4 separate regions of the Ovis aries genome follow, and regions 1, 3 and 4 are each linked to region 2. The links are chromatin contacts, called in public Hi-C maps. All regions are on one chromosome and are shown on one strand. Each heading gives the region's core, a stretch centred on a gene start, on an enhancer-like site or on the middle of the called end of the contact. The rest is flanking DNA. Distances are from core to core; before and after follow the strand shown.

The links. A called contact is a pair of places that touch in the nucleus more often than the background predicts.
Region 1: a contact with region 2 is called in a Hi-C map of liver, with 11 times the contacts expected there. The contact joins two enhancer-like sites. A contact is called at or near these places in 8 of 16 Hi-C or Micro-C datasets (hypothalamus, liver, mixed tissues and 4 more).
Region 3: a contact with region 2 is called in a Hi-C map of hypothalamus, with 5 times the contacts expected there. The contact joins two enhancer-like sites. A contact is called at or near these places in 9 of 16 Hi-C or Micro-C datasets (blood, hypothalamus, liver and 4 more).
Region 4: a Hi-C map of liver shows a contact between it and region 2, with 2.9 times the contacts expected there. The contact joins two enhancer-like sites. A contact is called at or near these places in 3 of 16 Hi-C or Micro-C datasets (liver and skin fibroblasts).

Annotation. Positions count from the first base shown.
Region 1 is chr25:7,117,273-7,123,768 of ARS-UI_Ramb_v3.0, reverse strand. No RefSeq gene overlaps it. Among named protein-coding and RNA genes, the nearest start is that of TRNAR-CCU, 96 kb to the left of the region's middle. Within about 2 kb of position 3,223, at least 33 of the 54 cell types and tissues checked have an H3K27ac peak or open chromatin away from gene starts, as enhancers often do. A contact at or near this core is called in liver, muscle and tail adipose tissue, where this site is marked.
Region 2 is chr25:6,880,718-6,887,513 of ARS-UI_Ramb_v3.0, reverse strand. No RefSeq gene overlaps it. Among named protein-coding and RNA genes, the nearest start is that of IRF2BP2, 98 kb to the right of the region's middle. Within about 2 kb of position 4,028, at least 48 of the 54 cell types and tissues checked have an H3K27ac peak or open chromatin away from gene starts, as enhancers often do. A contact at or near this core is called in hypothalamus, liver, muscle and 1 more, where this site is marked.
Region 3 is chr25:6,671,430-6,677,647 of ARS-UI_Ramb_v3.0, reverse strand. No RefSeq gene overlaps it. Among named protein-coding and RNA genes, the nearest start is that of TARBP1, 22 kb to the right of the region's middle. Within about 2 kb of position 3,932, at least 49 of the 54 cell types and tissues checked have an H3K27ac peak or open chromatin away from gene starts, as enhancers often do. A contact at or near this core is called in hypothalamus, liver, muscle and 1 more, where this site is marked.
Region 4 is chr25:7,015,333-7,022,037 of ARS-UI_Ramb_v3.0, reverse strand. All of the region lies in intron 1 of LOC132658655 (a long non-coding RNA gene), which reads left to right. Among named protein-coding and RNA genes, the nearest start is that of TRNAR-CCU, 200 kb to the left of the region's middle. Within about 2 kb of position 4,762, at least 3 of the 54 cell types and tissues checked have an H3K27ac peak or open chromatin away from gene starts, as enhancers often do. A contact at or near this core is called in liver, where this site is marked.

The DNA.
Region 1 (6,496 bases), core at 1,974-4,473, 240 kb before region 2:
GACAAAATGGAGTGATGGCTATACTGTGAATCACACAGGCAGGGAACCCTTCTCTCAGCCTCCCAGTTTTCCTTCATTGAGTATATAATAGAAATCTTGATATTGCCACATGGTTCAACTCAGATCTAAAGTGGTTACTTAGAGAAAGGGAGAAAAGAAAGAATTTATGAGGTAGCGGTGCAGAAAGAACTAAGTCAGGCCTACGCCTACGTTCCATCTTTTTCTCCTTGGGAGAATAACTCACTTTCTTGAAGCTTCAGTTTTCTTCCCAGTGAAAACATGGGGCTGGCAGGATGCCCTTGGAGTGCTGCTGCTGCTGCTAAGTCGCTTCAGTCGTGTCCGACTCTGTGCGACCCCATAGACGGCAGCCCACCCGGCTCCCCCGCCCCTGGGATTCTCCAGGCAATATATTCAGGGCTTGGCACTGTGCTTGGAGTCTAGTAGAGGCTAGTAGGAATCCTTTCCTTAGGAAGAGTAGTCTTGGCAGGGCTGGCAGGCAATGGGTTTAGGACACCATATATGCAACTCCAAATATGAGGCAATACCCCATTTCCCAACGAAAAAGTTACAAAAGTCTTCTGTGTGTGCACCCGTGTCTGTTTCTCTTTTCTTGGCTGGGTTGAATATGGACACTTTTAATGATGCAAGTGGAATAGTCAAAATTCTAGTTATAAAATTTAATTTATTGGTCTCATTACATGCCTATTTAAAATTATAGGTGTAAATATACGTATTTAGAATCTTGCCCTTTTGAACTCATTATCCAGACTCTTCATCATCACCTGTCTTTGTCATCACTTGAGCCCCCCTTTTGAGTGATCTCACTCCATCTTCCAGAACTTGCTTCTGCCCACATATTTTTGAGTTTGTATTTGCAGTCACTGGAAATGTTATCTCAAGCTTAATATCCACATGCTATTTATGATATCCCTAAAGTAACTTCTTCTTGTCCTGCTTAAAAATCTTAACAGGGTTAAGATCTTAACCCATTAAAGATCTTAACAGCGTTGTGCCTAGGTTAGGAAATAATATTCATGCGTTTTAACGATGCATACTCAGATACCAAAGCGTGAAATGACGTGAGGTTTGGGATTTTCCTTGAGACAATTCAGCAAAGAGAAAAAGATAAAAGACAAAAAAAAAAAAAAAAAAAAAGAAGAAGAAGGACCAGTGAAGCAAATGTGGAAAAAATCTGGGTAATTAGTAATCTGGAGAGAGAGTATATCATCATACTGTATGCTCTTCTTTCGATTACAAATTTTCATAATAAGTTTATAAAAAATGAGCTTTAAAAAACATGCTTACATTGTTACTTGCAGTTAGAGTCACACCTTCAAGGATAACTACAAAAACTCCTACCTTACTGTGATTAAAAAAATACAACTGTTCTTCGGACCTGTGGACACAGGATTCGGGGGAAGGAAAGGGTGGGACGAACTGAGAAAGTAGCCTTGACATATACACATGACCATGTGGAAAATAGGTAGCTAGCGGGAAGCTGCCGTATAGCACAGGGCGCTCAGCTTGGTGCTCTGTGATGACCTACAGTGGTGTGATGAAGGGAAGTTGGGAGGGAAGCTCAAGAGGGAGGGGATAAAATGTATACTTATAGCTGATTCATATTGTTGTACAGCAGAAACGAATACAACATTGTAAAGCAATTATACTCCAATAAAATTAAAAAACACTGTAAAAAGCAAAAACACCCACGACTGTTCTAGGCAACCTCTATGAACATCTTAAACTTGTATCGATTGAATGCCTTTAAGGGCATTTTGTTATTTAAAATAAAGAAACTGAGTGAGCATTCTATAACATGAGGAACTTTGGATAGACACACTTATAAGGTGACATCTTACATTTGCTCGTATGAGTTATTTTCCTTGTTGATCTGAGTGAATGGGGATTGGTGATGACCCAAAATAGAGAACTCCCATAAGTGATGTGGAAAGACCTCCTGCAATGTCCTTTGTCAAAAATACCCATTACCTAGTGCCCTCATTGGCATCTGAGCTCGAAAGCCCAGGATAGTAGGGAACATACAGTCCTGGAGGCGGGCCTGGTGACACCTGCCTGAGGATGGGGTGTCAGTGGTGATGTAAAAGGGGAGAGGCAACATTTTCCTCATTGGGCAATGTTTATCCCCTGGGGAGAGGACACAGAGCCGTGGTCCACGCAGCCAAAGTGAGAGGCTGGTTGGGTAATTGTCCAGCAGGTTCCAAGTCAGGCAAGACTGTTTAGGCCTGTGCCTAGTCACTCAGTCCTTTCTGGCTCTTTTTGACACCATGGACTGTAGCCCGCCAGGCTCCTCTGTCCATGGGATTCTCCAGGCAAGAACACTGGACCAGGTAGCCATTTCCTTCTCCAGGGCATCTTCCCAATCCAGGATAGAACCTAGGTCTTCTGTATTGCAGGCAGATTCTTTACTGACTGAACTGAACCAGGGAAGCCCACTTTGCCTAAGAGTCCTAAACTACCACTATCAGAAGGGATTGGAAAACTGTTCAACGTTTATGTTTGTTTTATAGCATGGGTTTTCCAGAGGACGAAAGAAAAAGTGATTATTTTAAAAACATTTTTGAAGAATAGGATGCTTTCCATAAAATGAAGTAGACTACTTGCCAATGAGGATTATAATTAAAAATATCTTCTTGATCTGGGTGGAAAGTCTCCAGAATTCTTTGATTTTTACTGTTTTTTCCCCTGAGGATACATCATGCTAGGCCACAGTAGACCTGTCATCATTGTTGAGAGATTTACTTCTGACAGTTTTCTTCATCTCCTTGTTCACACTCAGCATTTCACAAGAGAGAGGATTTTTGGTATTTTGAAGGAATCCTCTCTCAAACATAAAAATCACAACATTCTGGCTTTCCAGCGTCTATCTCAACATTTTAGCGCAAGCAGATTGATTGGAATGCAGAAAAACAAAAGAAGATCAACAAAACACCAGCATGCTCAAACTGAGAGCGGGTTCTTTTTGGACAGTGTGTGTTTTTTTGATGAGCTAAGTGTTGATTCTAACCCAAAAAGACTGAGAAGTGTGAGGTTAGATAAGTGTCTGCTAGATTCATTATTGCCATGTGGATTCTGTGGAGTCAGCTTAGAGTCACTGGGTGTAGCTGCAGAATAAAAGTTTTTCTGGTTTATACTTCGCTCTGATTGGACAGTTACTGAGAGCAGGGACTTGCAACACCTTCCGGAAGCTCTCTGGTAACTTCAGGTCTGCGCCCAGAGGGTGGACGCCTCTAGCAAGGTAGTGCAGGATGGATTCTGCAGGCGTTGCTTGAGCAACGCCAAGTGGCCCCCGGCCAGGGTAGGAGTTAAACCAGGAGATGGCTATCAAGGGCAGTTGTTAGGTTTGGCGCTTGTCTCTTGAGCTGCCGTGCTGAGCAGGAAAGAGAGACATTTGTTTGTGGATTTAGCTCATCGCGCTATAGTGCACTCTGTAATCTGAGTCTTTCTCTTTGCTCCAGAGAAAAACAAGTCTGACTTGCATACCATGGAGGATTTAGATTGGCCAGTTTACATCTTTCACCCAGGTTGCTCGGAGCCCGCTCCCCACGATTTTCTACATTCATTTCCTAGCAATCTGGACGGCAGCCTCATTTGGTGGTTTGGGACGTAGTTAACATTTTCCAGTAGACGTGCTGCACACCCTGGGATGAATATAATCTTTTTCCAAGAACCATGATGATTTCTGACACTACCTTTGCCCCCGTGTGTATGTGTTCGCATGAAAAACAGTATGGCTGTACTATGGATCAGTGATCTGACTGCAGAGCAGTTATTGTTGGGTTTTCTTCAGGGTGGTTATCCTCCTTCTGGTCAGTGGATAAATGGTGTTTGGATAGGACCTGGCACAGATACTCTAACCGTTCAGCTTAATGTATAACTACTATGTTTTTCTTCTGTGTCAGCAGTTGGCAGCATGATCCTGTAAGTACCAATGCTGGTGAATAAGTGGATGTCTGTGGAGTGAGGGGAGGGCAGGGCTGGAGGAGGCAGTTTTGAAATCCATGCCAGTGGTTGCTGCAAGTGATAAGATCATTTGAGTAACCTGTAAGACCTGTGGATTCACGGCTTTCAAAAACAGGAAAGTCTCTTGTTCAAAAACCCTCTAAAGCAACATGTGGGCGCAGAAAAGAAGCTGGCTTGTGGTTTGGTGATTGTAGTTCCTTATTGATATAATGGCCAGTGACGCAAGGCCTCTTGGGATTGCAGTGCTGTGACCGCAGGTGACAGTTACCCTGACAGGGTTCTGAAACAGGCCCGGGGCTTTCTGGACGGATGAGAAGTCTAAAAATTTCCCTTTTCATTTCCTCTCTTGTGTGACTTTGTCATTAAAAAAAAAAAAAACTGGTTCTTGACAAGGGAATTTTGCCCCAGCTCTTCAGGAGTTTAACTGGGTGACTTCTCTCCCACTTCCCAAAAATCCCTCCCTGAAAACCCAAAGCTAAAAAAAAAAAAATTGTCTGGTCTATTCTTGCAGATTTTTCAGTGGGTCTATGTTTGATCAATTAGCTTTGAGGCCAGATTGATAACAAGCAGATTTCAAATACATTTTATGATTTGGAAAAAAGACCATCAGGAACATCTCTATATCCTGAGTCTTCTGGGAATTTTAAGCCTTGAGTAAATGCTATGCTGTTCTGGAAGCCAAAGCCTCTCATAAGGAGAGGGAGGCTTGGAGAGACAGATGCTCCCAGGACCCCTGCTTGTGTCCTGAAATAAATGAAAACAGGTGCCATTCCTGCGTCACACGGCTAACTGACCGCCGCACAAACAATTCTGTTGGCTGGATGTGTGGGGCTATCTTGGCGTGAAAAACATTCTGCTTTAGAAATAAACTTCAGATGGGGCTTCTGATCCCCTGAGTGCTCGGGAGGGGATTCGGGTGTGACAGTTTGGTGGGATGAATCTACTTTTAGAAGGCTACTTCTGTACTTTGCCTGCAGTGGGGAGAGAGGCCAACTTGGGGGAAGCCACCTCCACACCCCAATTCCTCCCAAAGTCCTTGTGAACACTTGGTATGCTTGTATGTAGGTATATATGTCTCTTTGTGTACATGCCTGTATGTGTATTACCTGTGTTGTTGGACACAACCGGCAAATTCCTTTTATTTTTCGGTGAATTCAGAGGACATAGCATTTGGAAGAAGGGTATGCACCAGTGTTCCAGCAAATTATCAGTCGAGTATGCCAATCCTTACTAAATGAACCCATCTTGGTGATTCCTCTAGGGTGGGCCTGATGATTTGCCTGGCATTATTGCACATCAGAATTTTCTGCCCATCCTCTCTCTTTCTCTCTCTCTGATAAGCCCAGTAAGTCTGCCCCAGTCACGTCACTGAGGTCATAGGGAAATGTGATCCTGCCAAGAGTGGGAGCTCAGGAGAACCGCCAAGAGCCGAAGGTTACATTGAGAGCAAGAACCACTTTCTGGGTTATGCATGTGTGCATGGGTGTTGTGTGTGTGTGAACTGTGTGTGCGTTTGTGTTCTGTGGACCTGCAGGAGCGCTGGGCCTATGCGGAGTGGGTGTGTGTATTGCCTCTGTGTACCTGCACACACGTGCGTGTCCACTGTGTGTGACACATGGAATATCACAGACCTCTGGGGGCAGTTACGGGAAGGATGCTGGTGTATGTTAGCCTGCTTGGGAAGAGGTCAATCACTTCAGTACAAAGTGCTGTTCTTCTAATTTGCTCCCCTTTCTCCTGTCAGCAACGTGTATGGAGATCGCAGAAACCTTACAGGCAAGCAAAGGATCTGTGACATTTCTCCTGCCTGCCTGCCTCTCAAGTGAGTTCTACTCAAACCCCTGTTGTCTTCAGCCTAAGGAAAAGGGAGAGAGTTTTAGAATTGAGAAGAGGGAGCAAGAATTCAATCGCACGCTGGTCTTTTTCATTGTGTTTTGAGTGTATGTTTTCTGTACGTCCAAAAGGACAGGAGAAGGGATAAAAGGGGGGTGGGGCAGGGAATCAGATGGGGCAGATTGTCTGATTTTGGACCTGAAAAGTAACATTTCTATCCTTCTACTCAGGACTCTGCCCCAGTTTCCTGTCTCTAACCTCCGAGTCTGACCCATTTCTGGCTATTTTTATTTGTTTCCCTGAAAATGCTCCCTGTGCGATTGGAGTTGACTCTTTGCCAACTTTGTTCTTATCCTCCCTGCCATCTGAGTCCAAAAGTGCAGCCCTTCCCACCTCACTCCCAGCAATTATGGGTGAGTTCAGAGTCAAAGAACGGCAGGGTTTCATGGTGATGTGACAAAGCGTTGACTTCTTTTCTCTCCATGAGACTCAAAGACAAGCAGCTGCTACCTGCACGCAGAGCTTTGCACCACTGCATCACCTTTGGTCTGATTTTCCTCGCCAAGGGAGCAGGCTCCTGTGGGGACAGCGGTTCCATCTCCAGCATCCCTGGGGGCACACGGATGCTGGAACACTCACCCCAGGCACTTATCTCCAATTACAGCCTGAGTCAGCAGGGGAA
Region 2 (6,796 bases), core at 2,779-5,278:
GTGTCTTCTGATCCATCTTCCGATGGCGGGGACCAGGAACGTGCAAGTTTTATGCAAATCCAAACATGAGCGCAAACCCCCGAGTCTCTAAAACTCTTCAACACTGGTTTTCCAAATGGCAAACTTTCTAACCCCTCCTTCTGGAAATAGCTTCACCTGAAGCGGCCTTCAGGCTCTCCAAGCCCCTCTGAAAGTGTTAGTCACTCAGTCGGGTTTGCCCACGAACTGTAGCCCGCCAAGCTCCTCTGTCCATGGGATTCTCCAGGCAAGCGTACTGGAATGGGTTGCCTTTCTCTTCTCAAGGAGATCTTCCTGACCCAGGGATCAAACCTGGGTCTCCCACATTTCAGGCAGATTTTTTTACCGTATGAGCCAGCCTCCAAATCCAACTGGGTGGAGCTAAAAGGACATTTATGAAGGTGGCTCATTAAAGCAGCACTTTGGAGCCAGCATCTCAAGTTCAACCATTGTATTCTGAAGACCATCCTAGCATCTTTCACTTAACAAGCCAACAGGCCCAGGACTCCATATCAGAGCTTTATCTGAATTTCTGGTCCTTGACTTTCCCTAAACACACAAAGGCTTCTCTCTAGCTAGAAAGCTGGTGATGAGTTTCACTTGTCTATCTACAAAGAGAAATATTTTAAATGCTTTCTATTTATAGCTGTAAAGTCTTGATACCACCAAAGGCAAAGGCGGAATCTCTCTGTACATTGATTTTTCTAGTGCAGGCTTAATGTCTGTATGTGATTATGTTTACCATGCGAGTGAAGCAAAAAATTAAATTGGGCTTCTTTAACAAGGGGGAAAGACTAGCAGCAGAACTGAAAGATCACAGGAGAACTTGAGCAGGTAAGCTGATTGCAAATACTGTCCTGGCTTTAGACCTCTGCAGCTGCTAAAAATGCATTCATCCCCACCTCCACACCCTCCCCACTGTGCAGATCTGCTTTTGCTTTCTCCTGGTTTCTCAGGGGGAAAAAAAAAAAAAAAAAATCCCCTAGGATTCTCTGTCTCTGTCTGCCTGACAAACCCAATAGGAAACCTACATTAATCTGTAAGTGAGCGTAATGGTTTTTCTGCTGTTTCATACATGCTAGGTCAAATCCATGGATCTTGCGACAAGAGGAGGCCCCTAGGGGAAGTGAATTCCCTTCCCTCTGCAGGGCCTGGTACCCATAGGCCACTGGAGGTACTGGAGGGGTGTCCAGGAGCCCTCTGCTTTCCCCAGAAGATACTCTGTTCCTCCTAACCTCGTCCTTCTCTACTTTCAGACTGTAGGCAAGAAGGCCAGACCTCCAAAAACTAGGCCCAGGAAGTCAGATTTCTACCGTCGTCTGGCATGGGAAGGGCAGGTTCAGACATCCCTGCTAGAGGCTGGCTTTCCAGGCAGCACCCGAGGAGGCAGGCTTGAGTCCTCGGGGTCAGCGATCATGGGGTTTCATTTGCTCAGACATACTGTGACACGAGGTCAATCTTGGACCAAAATGGGCATGGAACCCTCTGACTCAGGGTGGCTTTTAGAAACCCATCAGGAAGTGTTTTCCATCATTCGCAACATCTCAGAGCACAGGGACGGGGCCTCGCCAGGCCTGGGACTGGCATCAGCTGCAAACGCCATGGCCTTTCCTCCCATCAGGGAATGGGCCTAGTTCTGAGTCACCAGTTAAGAACAGGGGACGGCACAGAATTTGAGATTCAGCTCTCAAATCCAAGCAGCCCCTTCCTTTTCTAATTTGTAAGAAACTGGCCCCCAATCAGCTTTCCTTTGCTCTGTCTCCAACTGGAAGTGAAAACGTGTCTCTTGCAGGCCTCCAGCTCCCGTGCTCCTGGGGTCTGCTTGTCTTCTTGAAGCCCGAGCTCATGGGGGCTGTTTGGACAGGAGCACCCCCCCCCCCGCCAACCCCCACTCTAGCTCTCCCGTGGCTGTGTCCTCCTCAGGGGTGACAGGGTGTGTGGGGGCTGGGGGCCAGGGTTGCAGCCAGGTGTGGGACTTCTGCCCACAAAGATGGGTGAGGGTAAGTGCCCTCTAAGGAAGCCCGAGTCACCCTACCTTGGGAACTTCCCGCCAAAAGACAAAGCTCCCAACCTCCCAGGGAGCCTTATGTGGCTGCCGGAGAAAGACAGCCAAGCCTTGGTAAAAGCAGGAGGCGAGGAGTAAGGATGATGGGACCCTCCTGGAGCTTCTCCCCACCCAACCTTGGGCTGTATCCTCCTAGACACCTTTGCTTCCATCCCTGGACCTAGGAGGTGGTCACGCGTGCTCCTGAAAGTGAATGCCTCTTTCAGAGGGTCTGGAGTTGGGATGGGGCGGGCATCGGAAGGAAACGATCAGCTGTTTCACAGTGAGGTCTCCGCAGGCCCGTGAGAGCAGCCCCTGCTGTGGCCTTGCCTTCTTCCAAATAAAGGAGCCAGGAAACGGCCAAGTTGCTCCTTGTGGCAGAAACTTCTAGAACCAGAAGAGGCCCTTCCCAGCATCTGGGGGTGGGGATGTCAGATTCTGCTCTGGGCAGGGCGGGGGGTGGTGGCTGGCAACCAAGTCCCACTCGTATGTAACCTGGCAGCTCTCTGCCTGGAGACTTGCCGATGGTCACGATGTGTCGCCTCCCAGGAGATGTTCCACTTTCCAAGCAGGTGGGAAATGACCCCGGTTAAAAATAGCGGCACTGGACTCATCACAGAGTCCCCTTGTAAAGCAAAACCGTGGGTTTCCTCCAAGTGGCGCAAAGGATCAGCCGTGGCTTTTGGGTTCCCTCTGGGACTCTGGGGGCTGGGGTCCCAAATGCACCAAATCCCCCAGTGCCCTCCCCTGCAACACCCCGGCGCCCAGCACAGCCACCAGCAGAGCCCCTCAGCCGTGGCCACTGGCCACCTGCCCACCTGCCCACCCCGGGTTCGCCTCGGTGACTAGGGGGCCACTGTGACCGTCCACACCCTCTCCCCGCCTTCCTGCTCCCCTCAGTGCCTGGTGGACCGGGGTTTCTGGAGCTTTCTCAGAACCGTGGACACATTCCCAGTGGAAATCATGACATTTTCCGTTTCACATGACGCACTCCACAATGCCTCAGGAAAAGGGAGAGAGAAAGAGAAGGCAAACAGGGCCTGGGAGCCAGCCCCTCTCTGTCAACAGCCAGGCCAGGTCCTCTCTGTTTATCCTGGAGTCGCCTCCCCGGGGCTTGACAGTCAGCCTCCGTGTTCTCTCCTGCAGTCAGAGGCCCGACGACTAGGTTAACTGCCTTTTCTCTCTGCTTCTTGGCACATCTGGGTGAAGGCGTGCCTCCCTACTTTGTTGTGTTTTTTTTTAAACTTTACTTTCGACTGCCATGGTGACTGCTGCATGTTTGGCAAAGGGAAGGAGGGGAAAAAAAAAAAAAAAAAAAGCTCGGGGAGAAGAAAAGGAGCTCTCAGCGCAGGGCTGGCGGCCGTCCAGGGTAATCATGCTGCAGAGCTGAAATGAGGCCTCTGGCGGGCAGCCAAGTCACAAAGAACAAAGCTGTCAGTTCCTAATGTTGGCGGCAAAGCCTGTTTGGCACCCTTATATGCTTTCCCAGAACTCCCTGCCTTGGCTGCCTTCCATTCCCTTCAGGGCAGCAAACAGGATTAGCCCAGCTCTGAGTTGTTTTTCTTCCCTCTCCTCCAACTGTTTCCAATGACATCATCCTTGCTGCACTCATTTGCCAGCAGGGTGGTTTTTCTCTCTCTCCCCTCCCACCCCCCTCTCTCCCTCCATCTCTCTCTCACACACACACCTCCACTCCCACTTCCTTCCTGTAGCCGCCCCCCCAACCTCCTCTGACTTGCTCGAAGCGCACTGTTTGAGGTCATGCCTCTTGTCCGGCATCTCTGTGAAATGCACACACGCCCCGGCGCTTGTCCATTTCGCTGAATCAAGCCAGACGTTGTATTTTATTTTTATAACTGAATTCCTGTGAGATAAAAATCTCATTTTCCTTCGCAGGCTGTAATCAGCACTCGCAGGGCTGTGGTTTCCAACTGCCCCATCTCGTGCTTCCTTACGAAGCACCGCTGAGAAATGAACTTGGCTGCCATTCAGGTTTAAAGGGCCCGCGGCTAGTCATACATTGCTGGTTCACACACACACACACGCACAAACACACGATGTGCACACAAAGACTATTGCATGCGCACACCCACAGGCACACACACCCACAGGGCTACACAGACAAAGGGTATGGAGATACCCCCCCGAGAGAGACAGACACACACACAAGCAGCACCTAGGGTCATTCTTTCCCTTTCAAGAAAGAGAATAGGTGAACAAGTAGAAGCCAAAAGCTGCTTCCGAAAAGGCTGGTTTCAACCAGCAGGCAGGCAAGCGTTATGCAACTAATGTCTGGGTTCATGAAAGGAATCGAGGTTCGCTGACTGCACAAATGTTCCCCCGCCCCCGCCCTGCCCCCCCCAACTCTGATTCATGAACTAGTTTTCAGATTCATGAATCACTCGGGAGCCAGCAAGAAAAAAATGAGTAGTATTGATCTCATTTCAATTGAAACGGGCTCATTATGGCCACGCAGGGGCAGGGTGCAGACAACTTCCTACCACCAGACACTCGCCAGCATCCTAGGTCTGCAGGGAGGCTCCCCCACCTGTGGGTGGGGCAGGCTGGCTTTTGCAGAGGAGAGGGTTCCCCCTCTTTTGATGATTAAATAGGCAGAATCAGATCTATTGGCACGAGGAGCTGGGGCTGGACTCCTCTGTCCTCTTCCGGCAGGTCTGTGGGCTTCCTTGGGTGTTCTCCATTTGTTTTTTTGTTTGTTTGTTTTTTTTTTCACTTTTAATGAAATCTTTTAAGAGGAATCTCAGTGCAAATTCATTTCTGGATTGTTGGTGGTGTCTCAAGGACTATCTAAAATAACAATTCACCTTCTACTAGGTGAATTCAAGTTCAGATCCAACTAGGATGTCTTGGGGTTTGCTTCTTTGTTTGTTTCAAGGCCAACATGTAGCTTTTGCCTTTTTCAGCCCTTTGCATTTGATTCAGCAAAGAAAGCCTGGGGAATATGGACCCTCTAGATTTGGGCCAATCACATTTCTGTAAAGAAAAACAGTCCTCCAGCTGGGTGACTGTCATTACAGGGATAGGAGGCTCTAGGATTTCAGAAAGTCATCCTTTTCCTTCCCAAATGAAGTGAGGGTTCTCTCGCTGACTGTCAAGGAGGTGGGCGCTGAGCTGGGGTCCAATGGCATTACAGACAGGGAAACTTCAGTCCCTGGGTAGATTTATCGAGGGCTGTCCTCTAGGGAACCAGGCCTCTCCAACTGCCTTTCCTTGTTCCCCTTGAATTCCAACTCAGCCATCTTCCCTCTTGACATATGCCCCCTGCCCAGTCCAGCATGTCACACTCATCCTCCTGACCGGGGAATCGTTCTCTCTCACTCTAGAACACTGCAGTTTGGGCTGTCACGTGTAAGCAGACCATGATCAGTGTGATTGGCTTTGACTTGCAACTTTGCACTGGGATTTTGTGTGGTTTCAGCTCCCAGATCTCCCCCAAGCACCCCTACTCTCCCAGTGCTGGGAGATTTAAAACAACTGATGAGACATTCACTTTTCAGAAACCTCACAGAAGTGGGCAACCCTCAGCAGAAAAGGATTCTACCCTACGCTGCATCACTTTGGATCCAGGAGTTCGGAAATGAGACTCTCACCCATTGACTTCAGATGCAAAGCTGCGCCATTAGGCATATTTAGCTTGGCAGAGATTCATTGCATGACTTTGCCCCCTTTTGTTTCTGCGGTGCCCAGAGAAACTGGGAGCAGCCCCAAGAAGGGCAGAGAAGATGTGCTTGTGTGAATTTCAGTAAGCAATCGGGCTTCCCTGGTGGCTTAGATGATAAAGAATCTGCCCAATACAAGAGACCAGGGTTCGATCCTAGGGTTGGGAAGATCCCCTTAAGAAGGGAATGGCTACCCACTTTCAGTATTCTTGCTTGGAGAATTCCATGGACAGAGGAGCCTGGTGAGCTAAAGTCCACGGGGTCGCAAAGAGTCAGACACAACTGAGCGACTAACACACACTATAAACCATTGGTTCAGAGGTGAAAAGAGCTGCTTTGCATTTCGTGAGGCCCTTTGAAGGTGTCTTTCAGCTCTGAGCTTGTATTCTTGGGCTGAATCTTGGAGCCAGCTTGGAGTCCTGGGGTGTCATGGGTTAAAATCACTTCCACAAATGGGCTGGCTGGCCTCAGAGCAAACGGCGATAGTGGGTTGGCTCATGTTTTGCATTAACTCCTTCTTGTTGTTTTTTTTTTTTTTTCCACTGCAGCCTCACATTCTCTGATAAACCTGAGTTGCTAGGAAAGCTTTATGTAACACCACCAGCCTCAGCTTCTTAGAGAAGCAAGTGCTCTGTTTCCAGAGTTCCCCATAAACCTGGCAGCACGTCAAAACCTCTGTTTCATAACAGACCAGAAATAGGATTTTCTAATAACATCCCAAGGACTGGACTGAGTGTGCAGGGGTCTGGATTTTTATGAATTGCTAATGGTTAACTAAACAGAGACCCCCATGACACCCAACCTGCTATCTCTGGGGTTGAGGAGGGTGGGGATATGGGAGGAGTGTGGTTTCTACATCCATGATATGTTGGTTCCTGACCCACGGCCCCTTTCAGAAAATCTGCTAAATGATCTCAAACATATTGAGGATCTTACTCATGTTTTAAAAAAAGAAAAGGGGCGGGGGTGGGACTACCTTCCTCCTGCTCCTTCCTTCATTCATGGAGAATGTGGCTTCCTTTTATTTTGTTGCCAGACTTGCTGATGGTTACAG
Region 3 (6,218 bases), core at 2,683-5,182, 210 kb after region 2:
GGACTGTTTCTTCCACTCTTAGTCTCGGAACTGAATATTTATTTAGACTTCCACCATTAAGGGAAAGAAGAAAAATAAGAACACCTCAGTCCAGTTTTCTGAAAGAGATCTAACTCATTACAGAGCACACGTGTTCTCACAAGAGAACGTCTCTCTACATATAATTTATATTGACAAATTATATACACAAATTTATAACACATATCATATATCTCATAATACATTGTATGTATATATCTCATAATATATAATTAAAACATAATTATAATATACAAAAGTATATGTCATATGTATTTATATATATTTGATGATATATTTAATATTTTGGAGAATATTTAGAGAATACTTTCCTTTATTCCCCATCCCCGGCCTCGTGGATATTCAGGCCACCATTGCCAGCCAGCAAGGGAAGAGAATCATTTCTGTCTTCCATAGTCGTTTGAACTTGAATTCTTGCAAGGTCTTTGCATGGTCTTGGAACCTAGTTTCTTCAGAGTTCTCCTAATTCCCTCAATCAAACTGGATAATTTCAAGCTGGTTGTACAGAGGGTCTTCGTGATTTAAACCAAAACAAGACGTTCCCTACTTGGCCATGTCACTTGAAGGACATCTTCTCGACCTTCCTTCCCTGGCCTGGGACAGGAGTAAGTGGAACTAATCCAGGCCTCACGTACAGATAGCCCATCCCTGGGATCTGCCAATATAGGCTGGCCCAGTGGCCTGCCTCACAAGGGTGTTTTGAGGAGTTACTAGTTAGTGGCTATAAAATACTATATGAGTATAATAAACCCCAGGTAGTGAGGTCACACTTGCACCCCAGTGTTCATTGCAGCATTATTTACAATAACCAGGCCACAGAAACATCCTAAATATCCATCAACAGAGGAAGGGATAAAGAAGATATGGTACAAATAAACAATGAAATATTATTCAACCACAAAAAGGAATGAAATTAGTTCATTTGTAGTGACACAGATGGGCCTAGAGACTGTCATACAAATTGAAGAAGTCAGAAAGAGAAAAACAAATACTGCATATTAACATATATATATGTGGAATCTGTAAAAATGATATAGACGATCTTATTTACAAAGCAGACACAGAGACACAGACATAGAAAGCAAACCTATGGACACCAAGGGGCAAGAGGTAGGGTGGGACGAAGTAGGAGATTGGGGTTGACATATAGGCACAGTTGATAGTACGCGTAAGATAGGTGGGCTTCCCTGGTGGCTCAGTGGTGAAGAAGCCGCCTGCAACGCAGGAGATCCGGGTTTGATATCTGGATGAGGAAGATCCCCTGGAGAGGGGAATGGCTACCCCTTCCAGTATCCTTGCCTGGAGAATCCCACGGACAGAGGAGCCTGGCAGGATATAGTCCAGCAGTCTCAAAGAGCTGAACACGACTGAGGGACTAAGCATGCATGCATAAAATAGATGGCTAATGAGCATCTACTGCGTAGCACAGGGAACTCTACTCAGTGCTCTGTGAGGACCTAAACAGGAAGGAAGTCCAAGAGAGAGGGGATATATGCACACGTATAGGTGACTCACTGTGCTGTAGAGCAGAAGCTAACACAATCTTGTAAAGCAACGTTCAATAATTTTTTTTTTAAGTACTATAGAAACCCAAATTGTTTCTGAAAATGCTAAACAATAAGACATTTCTCAAAAGAGCCTCAGTCCCTCCAGTTTTTTCCAGGAATCCAACTCAAGCAGCTTTACACAGCCATTATCACTTAATTACCAATATAAATCTCACTAGCGACTTCCATAACTTTGTTTGCAAATGAATATGCACACCTCCTAAATCATTCCCTCCTTTTCTCTCTCTCCCCAGCTGGAGTGGAGAGAAACTGTAGCAGCTGTGATTTGCAGAGGCTCCTGGCCTGCAGTGTCACCCCAGGCCGCCCGTACCTGGGACACGGCACTGCTGAGGCTATGGAATTGTACCTGGTTCCCGCTCAGCCCCATAAATCCCCCCCTGGCATTGGCGGGGGCAGGCGCATGGCAGAAACCTGGCTCCATCTGTTTGAAAGGTTCACAAACCACAGTGAACTTTTTAGTGATCTCAGGCCAAGTTTCCGGTGTGTAATGAAAACCGAAACCCAGTGTTGGGTTTCCTTACCAAATTCACACAGGGCTGGTCATGACAAGGGACTAAGTGTGAGGTGGCAGGGCAGAGCTAGGACACACAGCCATCAGTTCTATTTCTAGCTCTGCCACCGGCTTGCTCTGTGGCCTGAGGCCAGTCCCCTACCCTCATGCCTGCAGTTACCTGTCTCCAGTACAGAGGGGGAGCTTTTTACCAGAAAGTTAGCTTTCTGGTTCAGAAAGGTGTTCTGAGATAGTAGCATTCCTCTGCATCATTTTTAGTTATAGCACAGAGGCACGTGAGAATATTATGACCATCCCACTTGTGTGTATTATCCATTTTTAAAAATATTTAAATAAAATTGAAACAAAATCTATTTCATTTATTTAGGCCCTCTGTCTGCATTCTGAAGTCTTGCTCTTCTTTCTTTCTAAGCTTCAGCTTTTGATTCCAGGCACATTTACATTTACAATTATAGTGAACAGTGGGGAAGGGATTATTGCATGATTTAGAGGGTTTATCTAAATGACCTCCCAAACTTCTCCCAACTCAAAGGTTCTGTGAGTCAATGAAATGCCTTGACAAAGGAGAACAAACCCAGGCCTTCAAGTCCAAAATACCTGTGTCTATTTTCTAGCTCTCACATTTACTGGCTGTGTGACTTCTGGCGAGCTACTTAACCTCTCTGAGCCCAGATTTCTCATCTGAAAACCTGAGGCAATGCCAAATACTAAGTCGTTGTCAGGAAGATGAAATAATAAAGTACTTTTCAGACATGGGACAGGGTGCCAGACAAAGAGTAGGTGCCAAGGTTTTGCTTGTCTTGATTCACACAAGTTTCTGATTGGGTCAAAAATGTAGGTCATATTTGAATATTGCCTTTGTCTTCCCTTCCAGGGCCCTACTTCAGAAAGACAAAGAAAGAAGGAAATAAAAAGTGACTCGCTGAGGCCCTTCTGAAAGCATCACCCATGTATTGAAATATTCCTTCCAGTCAAAAACTAGGTTATTAATTATACATTGCTATTGGAACAGAAAATAAGAAGAGGCCTCACTGCTTATGACCCAGAACTTGACCATTGTTTGATTTCGATTATTTCCTGGTATCTGCGTAATGTATCCCAAATGTGAGATTTGCAGTGTTGAGAGTCCAACCAACTGTAGCCTGAATGACTGTCCGTAATATTTAGTAAATGCCCTGGAATGACTGTTCATTTCCACTCCAGGCAGCGCATTTCTGGGGGATTATTTCACTGCATGGGTGGCCCAAGTCCCTTGGCCTTCAGCCTCACAGCTCATTCCACAGCTCTGGGCAAGCAGCAACCACCCAAAAATGCGAGTCTTTCTTCCTGGCCCCAGTGGCATGAGTAACATCATTAACTCTTCGGGGCTGAGGTCTGGGATGACGTCGAAATCTTCCACCCCACTGTGTTAGCTGACAGAATACCAGAGTAACAAAGTTTTGGCAGTTTGTTTTCACGCCAGCAACGTGCCTGCCCTCATACACAATCTTGGGATATTTTTTTCCTCTTCTTTCCCAGCAGGATTGTGGGTTTCAAAATGGAAGCAAAGTCCTCCCCGCGTCTAGCTCCAGTTCTGAGAACAAATGGGCAAGAAGGCTCCAAAATTCTACAGACAAGGGGAAATGCTGCTGACGTGTCCCCGCCAGGGACAGGACAGGAAGAGCACAGCTGTGCCGTGTGCCGTTTCACATGCTCCTCTGCCGATGAGCTTTCTAAAGTGTAAAAACGTTGCAGGGCGCTCCCTAAGAGGAGACACACAAACACATTTCCTCTGGGCCCCGGGCCAGCGCTGGGGCAGGCAGAGGCCGCGCAAGTGCACTGTGGATGCCGCGCGCCATCTGGTGGCCAGGAGGTGACATTGCGGGCACCATCCGGGCTTTTACACCATTGATCTGCAGTCATTTCACGGAAGGAGCAATTTTGTTCAGTTGCTCAGTCGTGTCCAACTATTTGCGACCCCTTGGACTGCAGCACGCCAGGCTTCCCTGTCCTTTACCATCTCCCAGCGCTTCCTCAAATTCATGTCCATTGAGTTGGTGATACCATCCAACCATCTCGTACTCTGTTGTCCCCTTCTTCTTCTGCCTTCAATCTTTTCCACCAGCAGGATCTTTTCTAACGAGGTGGCCAAGTATTGGAGCTTCAGCTTCAGCATCAGTCCTTCCAATGAATATTCAGGGTTGGTTTCCTTTAGGATTGACTGATTTGAGCTCCTTGCAGTTCGAGGGATTCTAAAGCGTCTTCTCCAGCACCACAATTCAAAAGCATTGTTTCTTTGACACTCAGCCTTCTTTATAGTCCAGCTCTCACACCCATACATGACTACTGGAAAAACCATAGCTTTGAATAAAGGACCCTTTGTTGGCAAAGTAATGTCTCTGCTTTTTAATATGCTGTCTAGGTTGGTCAGAGCTTTTCTTCCAAAGAGCAAGTGTCTTTTAATTTCATGGCTGCAATCACCATCTGCAGTGATTTTGGAGCCAAAGAAAATAAAGTCTCTCACTGTTTCCATTGTTTCCCCATCTATTTGCCATGAAGTGCTGGGACTGGACGCCATGATCTTTGTCTTCTTAATGTTGAGTTTTAAGCCAACTTTTTCACTCTCCTCTTTCACTTTCATCAAGAGGCTCTTTAGTTCTTCGCTTTCTGCCATAAGGGTGGTGTCATCTGCATGTCTGAGGTTATTGATATTTCTCCTGGCAATCTTGATTCCAGCTTGTGCTTCCTACAGCCCAGCATTTCTCATGATGTACTCTGCATATAAGCTAAATAAGCAGGGTGACAGTATACAGCCTTGATGTACTCCTTTCCCAATTTTGAACCAGTCTGTTGTTCCGTGTCCAGTTCTAACTGTTGCTTCTTGACCTGCATACAGGTTTCTCAGGAGGCAGATAAGGTGGTCTGGTATTCCCATTAAAGGAGTATACTGTGGGCTTTTAAATTCTGTTGGGAGTGATCATAGGGGATCCCGAAGGAAGACACCAAGGGCCAGGTGTTCTAAATTCCCTTCGTTCTTCTACGACTGGATGCTTGATGTCTCAGATTCTCCTAGAAACAGAGATAACGATCCTTGGGAAGCACTCAGCTCTGGACATCCAGCGTCTCATGTCCCCGGGTCCTCCTGTCCCTGTCATGATCGCACAGACCTGGGCACAAGAGCCTCCTTCTTTCCACTACCTGGGGCATGCTTAGGTTCTCTTCTCCAGCCTTCGGAATCCAACATTTCCCAAGGCTTGCTTCACGGCATCTCTACATTCTCAGAGTATCTGCTTCATTTTTTGCCCACACTAGTGTTTGCGAAGCCTGTTCCAAGAATACTGGTTTTATTTTTCAGAACTGTATCTTCTCATAAACAGTGTAGGAGGGTTCCCTTTTCTCCACACCCTCTCCAGCGTTTATTGTTTGTAGACTTTTTGATGCTGGCCATTCTGAAGAGTGTGAGGTGGTACCTCATTGTAATTTTGATTTGTATTTCTCTAATAATTAGCAGTGTTGAACATCTTTTCATGTGCTTTATGGCCATCTGTATGTCTTTTTTGGAGAAATGCCTATTTAGATCATTAAAAAACTAAACATCTGGCAATCCCACTCCTGGGCATATATCTGGAAAGAACCCTAATTTGCAGAGATACATGCACCCCAATATTCATTGCAGCACTATCTACAATAGCCAAGACATAGAAGCAACCTAAATGTCCATCAAGGGAGGAATGGATAAACATGTAGTACATATTAATGTATACAATGGAATACTATGCACCCATTAAACAAGAATGAAATAGTACCATTTGCAACAATATGGGTGAACGTAGAGATTATCATACTAAGTGAAGTAAGTCAGAGACAAATATCATATGGTATCACTTATATGTGAAACCTAATAAAAATAATACAAATGAACTTATTTACAAAATAAGAGAACTATATATTTTTTTAAAAAAAGGCATTCCATGTTTGAGAAACTCTGGAATTAAAATAAGAATTATTGTAGGACATCTGAAGAACGTTGACATATTGACATTGTAGGGAGTATTTAAGAAAGAACTACGATTTTTTTAGTTTCTAAACTTGAGGTCAAAATTTTCCCCCCATCTCCACCT
Region 4 (6,705 bases), core at 3,513-6,012, 130 kb before region 2:
TTTATCAGATGGTTTAAAAAAAAAATCTCCAAAAAATTAGAAGCATTCCTCTAGAACAGATCCATGAGCTCTTTTAAAACCCCTTGACCCTGGAGTATTTGGCGCTCAAGTGATCACCATAGCAGTAGGCACTTTACTTTGAAGATTTTCTTAATTAGATGAAACAAGGAAGCACATAATGACCCAGTGCCTACTACATATCAGACATTATTCTAGAAAGTTCCACACGCCATTCTATGTAATTTTCACTAACTGTCAGAGACATTCATTACTAGCCCAGTTTTTACACATGAGGGAACAAATATTCTGAGAGGTTAAAGAACTTGTCGCAGAATAAGCAGTGAAACTACAATTCTGACCCCGAAGTCTATTCTCCCCTTAGAACCATAATTATATTTCCATACATGAGAGGTGGTGCCTAAGATTTAGTTCTCATGTCAGACTCTCTGGATTTGAACCCAGGCTCCAATACTTACTTACTCTGGACAAGTTACTTAGCTCCTTTTGCCTTGACTTTCCTAGTTGTAATGTGGGTAATAATGCAACTTTTTCATAAGAAGGACTCTGGAGTCAACCCAAGTAAAAGACTCGAAATAGTGCTTGGCGCTGAAACAAATGTTAACTACTATTATAGAGATTGTTGCTTGAAATCAAGCTTACCTTTCACCTTGGTTTGTCTTCTTTGGGGATAGAACAGCATGTTGGCACAACTTTGAGGGCAGCATGGGTTGCCTGGACCACACAGCCAGGAAAGCAGTGGAGTGTCCAGGACTGGGCTTCTCCGCGTCCAGCCAGGAAGGACTGACCAGTGTGCAGGGGGTCCCAGACTCCCTGAGGAGCTGGGCTGCCTCTGCCTGACTGGACCCATCTGATAGGCCAGGGGTGGGTGAGCATAGGGCTTTGGAGACGAAGGATCCTGAAAAGAATTGAAAGTTGAGAATCTCTCTGAATTCAGTAATGCCATACTTTCCCAAAGGCCATCTAGGGGATTTAGAGCATGTCAAACCTCTATCTGCTGGGGCAGGTCAAAACTGACCCCAGAATATGCAAAGCAAAGCTCATATCATAAGTGACTTGCCCAGGAATTGGTGGCAAAAGTGGGATCTTATCTGCTGAGGCTTGGAGGGGACAGTGATGCATAATGAGGACACACCAGAACCTGGAGTCTAGCTTGGCTGAAAGAGCCAGGCAGGGTCCGCAGGGCAGGCAGACAAAAGTCCAGGGCGGTGCTTAGTTGGTATCATGGGAGCTGGTCTGGGCAGAGAAGCAGGTGGCACTGGGCATGAAGGAGGATGAACTGAGCAACACTGTGCGGGCTTAGAGAGGACAGGCCCCTGGGTCCAGGGAGTTAAGTCCAAGGCAGAGCCAAGGAGGAGCAAACAAGGATAGGTCTGGACCATGACCTTTGGCCCACGTCAGACAAAGCTGGTGCTGGTGGGTGAGGATGGGGGTCCAGGTGACAGAGGGGCCAGCTGCCACTGCAGCGATAGGGCATGAAAAGGGCACTGTGCTCGGGGGCAGAGTCCAGACCCACACCTAGCTAGATGTACACTTGGGGCCATTTCCTTCAGCCTGGCGGAGCCTCAGTTTTCCCATTATTAATTGGGGATAATGCTATCTGCTTTATGTGGCAAAGTACAGACCACTAAAGGAAGGGACAGTGCCTGTGCAGCTGCTCAAGGAAAAGGAGGGTGTGGTGTGGGGAGGCTCCGTCCCAGCCCTTCCCTGCAACCCAGTTATTCCTACCTACTCGTGCCAGCTCCCTGAATCTTATTCTGTAAAAAGGCGTCTAATCTGTAAAAGGGAGATAAAAACAACAACCTCACACTGATACCTACCAGGGTTCTTGGCCTTCCCTAAGCAATAGAAATTGACTAGAGGCCAGACAAGAAATTCAAGCAAGCCTTTACCAGGGGGCCTCTACTGCAGCCAAGGGGCACGGAAAACAAGTAACGTTTTTCCTTGCTCACTCCGATGGGGAGGCGGGAGAGCTTGTTCTGTATATGGGATGAGGGTAAGGGTGTGCCCAGGGGTTGGGCTGGATTAGGTGGTTTGCCCACCACTTGGGTGGTGCTGTGTGCAGGGGGCATGCGTACCCTGCTTTTGCTCCCGACAACCTGTTCTTGCTCTTCAGGCTCTTCAAAACTGGCAGTTGGGATTTTTGGTCTCTTTGTATCTTTTGGATGCAGAATTTGCCCCAATTGTACCTGCCCGCAGTTATTTTTAGTCCCATACAGTTTCTTTGTATCTGTTGCTCAAGGAGAGGTGTGTCCCGTGCAAGCATAGCAGCACTGCAGCAAAGGGTCCCAGGTCCCCGCCAGTCTCAATCTCATGGTGCCTGTGAAGACTTTTGGTGCCAAAAATGTTAGAGGCTTAGGGTCTGAGGCAGAGTGGGCGCTCCTTGAGGGCCCAGGGGACCCGGGAGGGAGCTAGACCCTGGCCAAGAGCCCTGTGCCCTGCAGAAGAGCACTGCTGTCCAGCAGCTCTGAGTGGCAGGGTCTGGGATGCTGCTCAGTGACCAGGCAAGGCCACTCTGTGCTGGGGCCTCATTTCACCTTGAGCAGGTCAAAGCCTGCGTGTGTTATGTCGGGTTTCACCTTCCATCAAGTCTCCACCGCACTGAAATACAAGCGTCTCCATCATGAGCTAGGGCAGCTGCCCTGTCTCCTCTGGCGACACCTGCAAGGTGGATCTGAGTGTCCCTCAGTGTCCCCACAGGCCTTCCCACTCCCTGGACGTGGGACATGGTCGCAGTTAGAGGGACAGGTAATAGTGATATATGCCGAACTTCATCAGCCCGGGAGGCAGGTGGCTTTAATGGCTATCTTGGAGGTGACATTCCATTAGGGGTGATTGAACTTAATGTTAATGGCAGGATGACTTACTGTTTCATCATCCTCTCCCATGCCTGAAGGTCAGTGGGAAAACTTTCTTTCCTCCAGGAATGACACTCCAAAATCCATGTAACTCCGTGCCAATCTTGCTTAATGCTAAAATACTGAGGGGTCTGGGAACTCTTCTGCACAAACAGATTTGTTTGTCAATGTGAGTCTCTGAGTTCAGTGACCCCAGAGCCAGATGGCACAGGGGTCAATGTTGATTCCACCACTCGCTGGCTCTGTGGCCTTGGGAAACTTACTTAACCTCTCTGTGTCTCAGTTTCCTCCTCTGTAAGGTTAGGTGATGACAGTGTGCATTTCCCGGGATCATTGTGCAGATAACACATGTTGGTAGATGTAAAACAGTTCAAACAGTACCTGAAACAAGGAGATTGCCGTGAAAGTGAAAGGAAAGTGAAAGTCACTCAGTCGTGTCTGATTCTTTGCGACCCCATGGACTATATAGTCTGTGGAATTCTCCAGGGCAGAATATTGGAGTGGGTAGCCGTTCCCTTCTCCAGGGGATCTTCCCAACTCAGGGATCGAACCCAGATCCCCCTTCCCATTGCCGGCAGATTCTTTACCATCTGAACCACCAGGGAAGGGAGAGGAATAAACAGTCATTTACAAAACATGCTCAGACCCACAAGTGAACAAACAGTGGAGCTAAGGTGAAGGGTTCAGGAAGGAGTAGGTGAGTGTGGAAAAGCATCTCAGGGGTGATCAGAGGGGTGTCAGAAAGCCAGGCTCACAGATTTTGACCAAGTCCAGAATGATATACCCTTGAGTGGAGAGTTTCCAAATGTTTCCCAAGAGGCAAAGACAATGGGCAAGATGTATTTTTGGAGGCTCTTTCCTGACAGTGGGAATGGAAAGAAATCAATATATACGAGGGCCATTAGGAAGGAGGGACCGGCAGGACCTTGGGGGCTCGTAGGATGTGGGGTGAAGGGGCAGGAGAGGGCCAGGGTGACTTTGAGGTGTCACCACCAGCATGGGAGGAGCTGGCTGGAGGGAGGAGGGTGTATGGGTTTTTGGACAGCAGGAGGATGTGGTTGCTGAGGGCCACTCGTGAGCTGGGTCAGGGGTGGCGATGTAGATTTGGGAGTTGGCTGCTGACATGAGAGGGGTTCTCAGCTCTTGGGAAGGGAGAGAGAGAAGGCGAAAGCATAAAGCATTGAGGAGATGCACAGGGAGTATTTATGGGGTTCAAGGCTGACAAAAGAAAGAGCAGAGTGGGAAGAGGGCCAGAGGAAGGAATAAGCCGCGGTGCTGGTGGCGCCAGGGTGAAGGTCACATGCTGCAGAAAGGCCAAGGTGGGGTGATGCAGACGGGCAGGTGCTGCTCGATCAGCCTCTGGGCAGCCAGTCTGGGTACAGTTATAGAGAGGGGCTCGGCAGGAAGGATGCCTTCAGGGTGCTGGGCTGTCTGCAGCGGGATTCAGTTTTAAGAATTTCTGCAAAGTGCCAGAAATGACAAGATACTGTCTTCCTCCAAGGGAGAAACGGCAGCAGGCTGGGCAGTGAGCAAGTCCCGTTTGTCTATTCACTGGCCTCCCTTCTGAAGGCCAGACCAGGAAATGGCGAACAGATGGAGAGGTTGGGCCTCTTAGTCATGTAATTTTGAGCGCTCTGGGTCCCAGTGTCCCGGGGGGGCGGGGGTGGTATTTGGACTGAATGGTGCCTGAGGTCCCCTTCTGCCCTCTCTGCCCACGAGCCCCATAGCTAAGTAGTTCCTGTGCTAGGCTGACCTCTGAGGGTCAGGTTCTAATCACTAGAGACCACTTTCATTGGCACTTCAGCCCCCCAGTATGTGTGGGTCATGTAACTCTCACTGTGATAGGAATAACTCATGACTACACAAACATTTATGGATTGCAGACTGCTCATGAATGTGTTCACATGTGAGCTGAGTGTCATCATCTTTTTTTTTTAACCACTACAAAGCAAAGCTTTACTGTATTTCTCAGTGACTAAGCTTAAGAATGTGATGGAATGCAACCAGAGGTGATCATACTAAGTAAGTCAGAAAGAGAAAGACAAATACCATATGATACCACGTATATGTGGAAGCTACAATATCACATAAAGGAACTTATCTATGAAACAGAAACAGAATCTCAGATACAGAGAACAGACTGATGGTCGCCAGGGTGTGGGGGTCAGGGGTTGAGGGGCGGATGGAGTGGGAGGTTGGGGTTAGGAGTAAGCCTTCATGTATAGAGTGAATAAACAGCAAGATCCTATTGTACAGCACAAAGAACTATATTTAATGTCCTATGATAAACCGTACTGGGAAAGAGTACATATGTGTGTTACTTGCTCAGTCGTGTCCGACTCTTTGTGACCCCATGAAGTGTAGCTCCCCAGGCTCCTCTGTCTGTGGAATTCTTCAGGCAAGGATACTGGAGTGGGCTGCCATTTCCTCCGCAAGGGTATCTTCCCCACTCAGGGACTGAACCCCAGTCTCCTGCATTGCAGGCAAATTCTTTACCATCTGAGCCACCAGGGAGTGAGTAAAAGTGTGTAACTGAATCACTTTGCTGTTTAACAGAAACTAACACAACACTGTAAGTCAACTCTACTTTGGTTTAAAAAAGAATATGCTAGAGAATATGTTAACAATGCAGATTAAATTTAACAGGGTATGGCATGTATCCATTCCACTGTGAATGGCACAAAGAATTTTTTAAGATAGAAAATTCTGCCGATATTAAAAAGTTATTTCATTAGACAAAATCACAGTATTCAAAGATGAGTGAAATTCGAGCATACATCTTTGTTATTTTATTGTCTTGTTTACGTGGTCAAAAAACTCAAGGTTCAGTAGCTTGACCATACTCACACAGCTAGGCAATGGCAGAGCTGGAATTTGAACCCAGACACTTACACTCTAAGTTTCCATCACGACACACTATTTTAAAATTTAAGTGGATTAGAATAAAATGTTTAAGTAGTGTGAAGAATTTTGTATGACTCCTTGAAATGTTTAGCAGAATTGATATGGCCAAATTTGAGCTAGTTTTGGGCATGGAAACAGTTGGTTTTAACCTTTTTTTCCTGTTTGCAGATAAGGAAAGCACAGCCACCCCAGATCAGCCTTATACTGCTGCTTCTGGATCTGCTGACTTGGATGGTGGCTGTAGTGACTCATGGGTGCTCAGCTCACAGCTGTCTAGGACCAGTGGGTGATGGTGGACTCCCAACAGTAGCATCTCTGGTTTGGAGTTCTACCTGCACAACTTCCAGAGCCCAAGCCCTCCCTTTCTCTGGAAGTTAAGTGTCTGGAGTGACCTCAAAGATTCTCCTTGGTGGGACATAGCTTTGCACGCTAGCTGTCACTCTGGAATCCTTTCCTGTTCTGGCTGGGGCTCTGCTGATCCACTGGGTTCCTGTCCTGCTGTTGTGGGCTGGCTTTGATGTGACCCTGAGATTAGCTGCTGCCACACGGAGGTCTGTCTTCCTGGTGTTGACCACCTTCTCTGTGGTCCAATGCTTCCTGATGAAAAGGAGGGGTAATCCCCTCCCGCAAGTCAAAGAACACTGACTCAGCTACCAAACCCTGGTCTTTTCGGCAGTATTACAATCTCAAATGTTGCTCATTCCCTTCTTTCAATGTCTCCTGTGCCCAGGAGTTCAGTTGAAGGACAGTACACGTGAACGCACCCAGCATCGCACCGCAAATTCTCCCTCTGTCTCTCTATTCAGCACAAGCACTTCAATAGATGGGGAAAACATGGATGAGGATAAGTTGAGCTGGGTGTGACCTTTGCACCTTCCTTGTGGTATTCCTTGCTTTGTTGCAGAACTGAGTGCTGGCCCCATTA